Regions from separate parts of the Hordeum vulgare genome. Here region 1 is linked to region 2. A link is a contact called in public Hi-C data. All regions are on one chromosome and are shown on one strand. The core of a region is the stretch at or near the end of the contact, and the rest is flanking DNA. Distances in the headings are between cores, read along the strand shown.

Region 1 (4,252 bases), core at 752-3,251, 74 kb before region 2:
CGAGGAGATCGTCGTTCCCCTAGATAGAGGGGAGAGAGAGGCCGTTTTCGGGGAGGCCAAAGAAAAGGGAAGGGTTTCAGGGAACTGCTGGAGGCAGTTTTTCTGGTCTTCTCCCATGTAATACCAATGGGGGAGGTTTTGAGGGAGCTGCTGATCTTGCTCTTACGCGCACACAAGGATTTGCGTCGCGCAACCTAGTGGTGAGAAAGCAATTTTCCCCGAGAAGAGAAAAAACAATGCCGGACCTAGTTATTTTTTCTTGTAAACTTCCTAAAAGAATCAACTACCGTGGAAGTTCTAAAAAATGTTCTTTGATTCTAAAGGGATTTGTACATGTATTTTTCTATAACTACTTTAAAAAACATAAATTTTTAAAATATTCATGATTTTTCTTTAAATATTCAAAATTTCGAAAAATAATCTATAATTGTTTTTAGTTTTATTTATGATCTTATAAACTGTTCATGGGTTAAAGAAATGTTCCCAGATTTTTCTAAAATTCATTAATTTTTAAAAAATTGCGATTCTCAAATTATAAAATGAAAAGACAACACAAACAAAAAATGTAATTACCAAAATAAAACTGAGAGTAGAAAACAAAAAAATTGAAAAGAAATGGTCGAGGTAAAGATTCTAGAATCTTTCAAAACCTGCGGGGGAGCCACTGAACAGCCGGATCGCTCCGTCACGGTGCGGGCGATGGGTACTTGCTACCGTCGACTTGCCCGCGAACTAGGATTCACTGATTCACATTGGTGCTCATCTTTTATAAAGAATTTTGTTGTTTATTAGGGAAAATAATTTCACTAGAAGAAGTTAGGGCAAACAGCTCCATGTGTTTACTGTAAACAAACCACTGTATTAAAATAAAACATATTCCTTCGCACGTACAGTATCTATGGGTTGCAGTACGCATCCTTTGCAATGCATTCGTCGGTCCCTTCTCGATCGACTTTTAAGTGATTGATAGAGTGTACGGAGGGTGCATCAGCTCAATAGTTTCCTTCCCGGCCCATTTTAAATGTTTAGTAGGCTATACAGGGCCTTCATAGTATGCATGAGCTCAGCCTAAATACCCTCTCAACATGCACGAAGAGTGAACACCCACAGAGCGAGCGACAATGTGTTTCAAAAAATGTTTAAAATTTAAAAAACAATTTAATTTTCAGAATAGAACACAAAAAATTATCCAGATTTTCAAAATTTGTTCAAATTTTCAAAAAATGTCTTGATTTTTAAAATTTTATAAAATTTACAAAACTTATCCAGATTTCCAAATTTTGTTCAAATTTTCAAAAAATGTACGAATTTACAAATTTTCAAAACCTGTTTGAATTTTCTAATATTTTGATTTTTCTAAAAAAAATCAGATTTTCAAATTTTGTTTACATTTCAAAAAAGATTAAACTCTCAAAAAAAACTTCGAAATTTAAAAATGTTTAATTTTCAAAAAAAAATATATATTCCATGTTTAAACAAATACAATATCAACCGACATGTCGAAACAGATGCAAGATAGCAAACAGATTTTCAACTTAACATGTCTCAACACATACACCACTACCAAACAATATCAAATGTATGTACTTAACATGTTCAGAGTCAGAATGTATCAAAAAAAAACGGCCATGCTAGGTTGAAAATGCTACCAAACACAACGAATCGGGTCATCCGGACGACATGCCATAGCTCGATCGGGTCGTCGTGCAACCGTTCGCCCGCCACGAGAAACCGGACATGTGCTCTATCCTCCTACGTGCCCAAAGTTTCCGGCCGCACGCTTCCATGCCCCGAGCCATGTTCTGCCTCTCGGGCTTGAGCCCGAGGCCAACGTGACACGGCTCGAACCCCGTGCAAGGCTTGACATAAAGGTCAGCTTGCCCGAACACGAGCCCACGCGACACGCGACTTTCGAAGCAAGCACGCATGGCCACACGGGGCTTCTCGGCGGTGGTGCGCGCCCACCCGCACCGGTATGGGCAGGTGCGGCGGCACCGCATGAACCGGCCGTGCCCCTGCGCCGATTCGTGCGGCTGCAAACATGCACATGCCCTGCCTTTCTTGTCTGTCTTTGCCCGTTTCATTTCGTTTCGTTTGCCAGGCCAGGAGGGTCCGTCGTCCGTCCGTCGACGGGGGAAGATGATGCGAACGAGCCAACACCTAGGACGAGGAGTATAGGATAGATACATTGAACCTGCTGCGTGTATACGTACATACTAAAACCTGCATGTAGGGTAAATGGATAACGTTCGTCGTGCGTGTACTCCAGCAAGCCTTTCGGTCACACGCTGGTATACCGTGGGAGATGTAGGAAAGGATGATGTAGTCAGCGACCAGAATCATTATATTATTCCGGTAGCCCAAAGCTATCAAGATAAGAAACTGCTACTGCTCCTTCCTGCCTTCGTCTGAAACACACAAGATAAGGTATTGCGACCTCAACTCGATCGAGACCAGTGAACAGTTCTATCTGCACATCCGTCGAACCAATGATCTGCACAAGCACAATGTCCCATTCTGAAAGTACATAGAGAAAATTCCTTATATAACACTATTTTAAATGTTGGTTCCTTATCTAACATAGAAGAAATATTTCTTCCTTATCTAACTTCGAGTGTAAATATTTTGCATTATCTAACATTTCTATCCATTTTGTTAGTCCACACCGTTAAAGTAAACTTGCATTAACGAAACAACCCATGTCCATAAGAAAAAAAAAGAGAAAGGAGAGAAACCTCCGAGCGACGCATCTCTCCCTCGACAGAACCCAACCCACCCCTTTCTCTCGTTCACCCAAACCCTAACGAGATGGACGGCGGTCGTGCCGCAGATGGATCTGCGCCGTAGGGGCCCGGCCAGTGCGCGACGCCAGCAGGTGGGGGTGGCTTGGCGGGTGGCTCGGCAACAACTCGAGGGGGAGGTTGAAGGCAGCGCCACAGGTTGGAGTCACTACAGCGAAGAAAACGAAGCTCATTCCCGACGGGGTGACGACAACATCACATGTCGAAGTCGCTGGCCGGGAGGATGAAGAGGCCGCCGGCGGCGGCAGCTTTGTCTGGCCAGTAGGTAGATGGTCACGGACTAGTCAATGCTGAGGTCCTATCTGACGGCGGCAAACGAGATCGGAGCTGAGGGGCGGGACTCGGGAGAAGATCTGTCCAAATTTTGGACTACTTTGTATGTGATGAATTTTGATCACAACTTCATCGGGGGTAAAATCATCTTTTCAGGTATCATTTAACACCGTCAATGGCCAAATGGACGAAAGTGTTAAAAAGAACAAATTTCAGTATTGGTGTTACATAAAAAAGAAAAACTTTTTCGATTTAAGCCAGTGTTAAATAAGGAATTCTCTCAACTACATATGCACTCATAGTCACACAGAGCTCAGCCGCCCGGTCGAATTCCGGCCTTGTGAACCGGCCACTTTTTCAGGCATCAAACCGAAGAATCGCACAGCGATTACAATCCGTCGACATGTCGTGCGCATCAGAAACGGATAATGGGACTGGGAGCATGGGAGGCTTTGGCGCCGTCCACACCTCAGATCGGATAAAGCTGGCGCCACAGCATGATGATGATGATGAGCAATGGCGGTTAGGCATCCTTGGCATCCCGGCTCCCATGCTCGGTTTCTCTATGCTCGGTGGCCACCTCTATCGGCCCGCCACCACGCATTGCATGTGTGCGCCGGCCTCTCGAGTGCGCATGAGAGAGAGAGAGAGAGAGTGAGGATCTCGCATTCCTTGCCCTGCCCACGATCCGGATAGGGTTTGGGATTTGACGTAGCATGATGATGCAAACCAGACATGCATGTTGTCCCTGGAGCACTTTGCAGCATGGATGGGTGGACATTGCAGGTGATCTCCGAGCTTTCGTGTCTTTGTGACCTTGTGATCAATACGATCTTTGTTGGAGCCGCTCCTTGTGGGATGGTTTCCCCGTTCTGGGGGACAGGAATTGACTCTACGGTTTATATATTATGAAGGGACAGACTACTAATGCTGTTCATAGTGGGGAGTAACATATCATGCATACGATGCTATTTTATGATAAGTATTACTCCCTCCGTTTCTAAATATAAGTCTTTTAAGATATTTCACTAGAAGTCTACATACGAAGCAAAATAAGTGAATCTATATTCTAAAATATGTCTATATACATCTGTATGTAGTCTACTAGTGTAATCTCTAGAAAGACTTATATTTAAGAACGGAGGGAGTACATTCATAGTGCATAATATCATAAATTA
Region 2 (3,838 bases), core at 897-3,396:
ATTCCCCGCTCAGACACTGGTACTCGGGGCGCACATGCCGTTTTGGGTGCAATAAAGAATTGATCAGAGATCTTGCGCCCCTGAACCACATAAACTGTCGACCACGCTGCTCCTGCTAGTAATCACTCGCTATAAAGCCATCTGCGCGATCTCTCTCTCTCTCTCTCTCTCTCTCTCTCCCGTCGACCGATCGATCTGGCTTGGCTTCTGGCAGGGTGGCTGGCTGGCTGGGGCTAATCCAAATTTGAGTGCCCACGTGTGGCTGTGCCCTGCGTCTGCGTGCCACTTTCTTTTGTTTTTGTTACCATCAAACACGACAAACTAAGAAAAGTCCTACGTGGAACCCGAACGAATGCAGTCTAGTAGCTAACAGCTTTGCTCTCCCTTTCATTATTACAGTAATTTGCTTCTAGTCTTGTAGTTACTCAATTTTCAAGTATCAATTTTCTAGTGGATGGCGATACTTGGTTGACATTGATCATACGTGTTCCTCTTCTCTGAACCTTCTATTCAAAATATCTAGTTCTAGAAGAGGAGAGGGCAGTAGATGCTTCCATCGTCAATCAACTCAGCTCAAAGATGGTGGATGGAGCGGTTGACTTCAACGCTCGCGAACCTGAGAGAGAGATGGAGATGGAGATGGAGATGGGGCGCCATCATGACAGTGCAGGAGACGCATGTGGTGCAAAAAAGATGTCACACCCGCTTGTTTTTTTTCCCTCAGGTTTTTGTTTCCCACTGCGCTGACAGCTCAAAAGCGGGGAGCAACGACAGGTACTGCAGTCATGGTGAAGCCAACACAGGACGGACACAGGCGCAGAGCATCGAGGAAAAATGAAGTAGCAGCAGCAGCAGCTAACGAAAACTGAACTGAAGAAAACTCAGCCTCAAGACTTGAAAGAGAGACTCTCGCGACGCGACGCGACGCAACGCAAACTCGTTCTATTCTATTCTCCTAGCTGCCCGCCTCCTCTCGGCTTCCGAGAACACAACGGAGCAGAGCAGCCGCGTAACGGCGGCCAACGGCGACGGCCTCACCACCTCCCGATCTTGTCACCTCCGTCTCTGCACCCCTGCGCGAGAAAAAAAAAACAGAAACAATTAAGTTTCTAGTACATAAGATTGTAAAAGATTGCAACTTTGCAAGGCTGCCAGTGTGCATCAGAGAGTGGAAAAAGGTGGGGATAATAGTCACCTGTCTTGTGGGCATTGGTTTGGTAGGGGCAGGGGAGTACTGCACTTGCAGGTAGCTGCCCAGAGGAGATCCGCTCAAGGGAGACTGCAATGCCAGAAGATACATGCTACGCGGATTAGCACACAATATAAGCAAGGAATTAGTTAGGCGACGTTAATGCGGCTCGACGCTGGTGCGCACCTCGAAGCCCGTCGTGGAGAAGAAGGTGGATGAGAAGTCGGGTGTATTGCTGAACTCCATCGCCGACCCGGCCGCGCCGCCGTAGACATTGGCCTCCGGGGAGCCCATCACCTGCTGGATGATAGCTAATGCGCGTCAGAACAACTCACGAGAAAGGAACAAGGAATCAAATCAAGTGCCTTACGTTGGAGTAGTTGAAGAAGGCTGGCGAGCTGGCCGTGTCCTCGAGCAGAGTCGAGGCGGCGGCGGAGGCTGTCTTGCCCTGCCGCCTCGCCGCCGCAGGCTCCGCCGTCCGACGCCTCCTCTCGGCGCGCTGCGCCTTGGCCAGCGCGGCCGCGCCTTGGTCGGAGCCGGGCGAGTACTGAAGCTGGCGCGGGCCGGAGGAGGCGTCGGAGATCATGGACAGGTCGTCCTCCTCCTCCGCCTCCTCGGAGTGGCAGGACGAGCGGCCCTTGGCGTGGAGGTGGAGCCGCGCGTGGCCGCGGGAGTAGGAGGAGCTGTCGTCCTCCAGGTAGGTGGTCCAGCCGGACTGGCAGCCGCTGCTGCACTCGGAGCTCGCCGCAGCGGCCATGACCGCGTCCTCCCCCGTCATCTCCTCGCCACGGACGCACGTACGCTGGCTGGTACGCCACTCGCTATCTAATACTCCTACTACTGCACTGATGAGCGAGCTGCTCCCGAGCTAGCAGCAGTACGCGAGTGTTAGCGCGTACTAAGTAGAGGGGGCGGGGGGAGGCGGCCCCGCGAGTCTGCGACGGGAGTAAAACGTGATCTCGGTGATAGGTCGGGGTTGTGGGTGATCCATCCATCCATCCAGCCAGCCAGCGTTGGCGACGGAGGGGAGCGGGAAGCGAGGCATCACGTGGGGTGGAGTACAGCCAGGCGCGCGGCAACGGGGGGGTGGGACGGGAGGCGGTACTGTTGCGTGGTCCGCGCGGGCGACTCAATCCTTCCCGTGACGGGGAGCAAGCGCGCGCCTCCACTTGCCGGCTTAAACTCCGCACTCCTCTCCGTCCTCTGGCTTGTGCCTGGCGCGTTGTGGATGCTGGGCTGGATCGGTGTTTCCACAGTGCCGAGGTTGTCCTGCGTCGCACGGAAGCACGGTGGATGTTGCCCCGTTTCGTCTCGCCCGCGCGACGGGTGCGAACTGGCAACTTTTTTTTGTGTGCCTGGTAGAGAATTAGTTGATGGCCTTCTGTTTCTGAGCGATGATGCTGGCTGCATGAAGATGCCTGACTGCACAACAGATGGTGGACTGTGTGAGGTTTGTGGGGAGTGTTAGAAAACAAGTCCAGTAGGGTTGACGTGATTGGATCTTAAGCCTAACCATTAGACCACCTAATTGCATAGATGAGAGAGATGGGTTATGATCTTACCATCAATGGAAGCAGTTATTGGTGTAGGCGATGCGAAGTCCCGTGATTGCTCGATCCATGCGTTATGTAGGCTCGGAGTAGACGATAGCAGCGGGTAGCGGCGTCCCTCCGGGCGCCACTCACATTGTCTTTAAACATGGGCATAACTTGAAGTTGATCTTCCTGTCGCTGCAGCGCTCTTCGAGACCGGTTAGGGTTTTCGGATATGGGAAGCAGGAGTAAACCGTATGTGAATTAGCCTCTCGTAGGTGCCGGTTGTTTCTCCATCTAGTAATGTGCGCTCGCAAGAAGGGACCAAAACCATTGTTGGTTAGGTCGCCCTTGATCAGGACACATTAGTTGTGACAAGGGCGTTAATACTTATCCTTTATGTTTATCCTTTCAGCCCGTTAGGCCTTGATCAAATACCAAAATTCTCCCTCTCTATCGTTAGGCTTAATAACTTTTGTCAATTCTACATAGGAATGATATACCAGAGTAAGGTGTTACAACAAGAAATGAAGTGCCATTGAACCATAATATTCATAGCACACATCCTATTTCAATGTGCAATACATCTTACTTTAGGGGGAGAGGTTTATTTTTATTGTCCTATAATTCCAGAATCAAGAGCCTTCTAATAATCCCATGCCGGCTACATGCTCATGAAATATATTGGGTGGCAAGTTTTTAGTAAGCGGGTCCGCAAGCATACGTGTCACACTGATATGCTTAACATTAATTGTGTGATCCTCGATTCTATGTTGAACAACACCATACTTTAGGTCAATGTGCTTGGCAACAACACTTGACTTGTTATTCGCATAGAAAACTGTGGGTTCATTATCGCAGTACAATGTGAGCGGTTTGAAAATGTTGTCAACCACTTCAAGTCTGGGAAGGAAATTCTTTACCATTAAACGTGCCAAATGGTAAAACATGCTATAAACTCTGCTTGCATCGTAGATGAGACAACTATCGTGGAGTGGAGTACAGCCAGGCGGCAACGGCCGGGGGGGGGGGGGAGGCGGTACTGTTGCGTGGTCCGCGCGGGCGACTCATTCGTTCCCGTGATGGGGAGCAAGCGCGCGCCTCCACTTGCCGGCTT

Evidence for each region. Hi-C and Micro-C count contacts between places; a contact is called where the count stands out from the background.
Region 1: a Hi-C map of seedling shows a contact between it and region 2, with 3 times the contacts expected there. The contact joins the enhancer-like site here to the promoter of LOC123446894 in region 2. A contact is called at or near these places in 3 of 6 Hi-C or Micro-C datasets (leaf and seedling).

What each region holds. Positions count from the first base shown.
Region 1 is chr4H:546,521,325-546,525,576 of MorexV3_pseudomolecules_assembly, reverse strand. No RefSeq gene overlaps it. Among protein-coding and RNA genes, the nearest start is that of TRNAL-AAG, 20 kb to the left of the region's middle. Within about 2 kb of position 2,001, at least 1 of the 3 cell types and tissues checked has open chromatin away from gene starts, as enhancers often do. A contact at or near this core is called in seedling, where this site is marked.
Region 2 is chr4H:546,448,023-546,451,860 of MorexV3_pseudomolecules_assembly, reverse strand. LOC123446894 (protein SOB FIVE-LIKE 5) reads right to left here and starts at 2,146. Exons shown (of 4, transcript XM_045123437.1): 1 at 1,560-2,146; 2 at 1,376-1,486; 3 at 1,196-1,279; 4 at 684-1,073. The coding sequence starts at 1,967. The coding sequence ends at 1,035.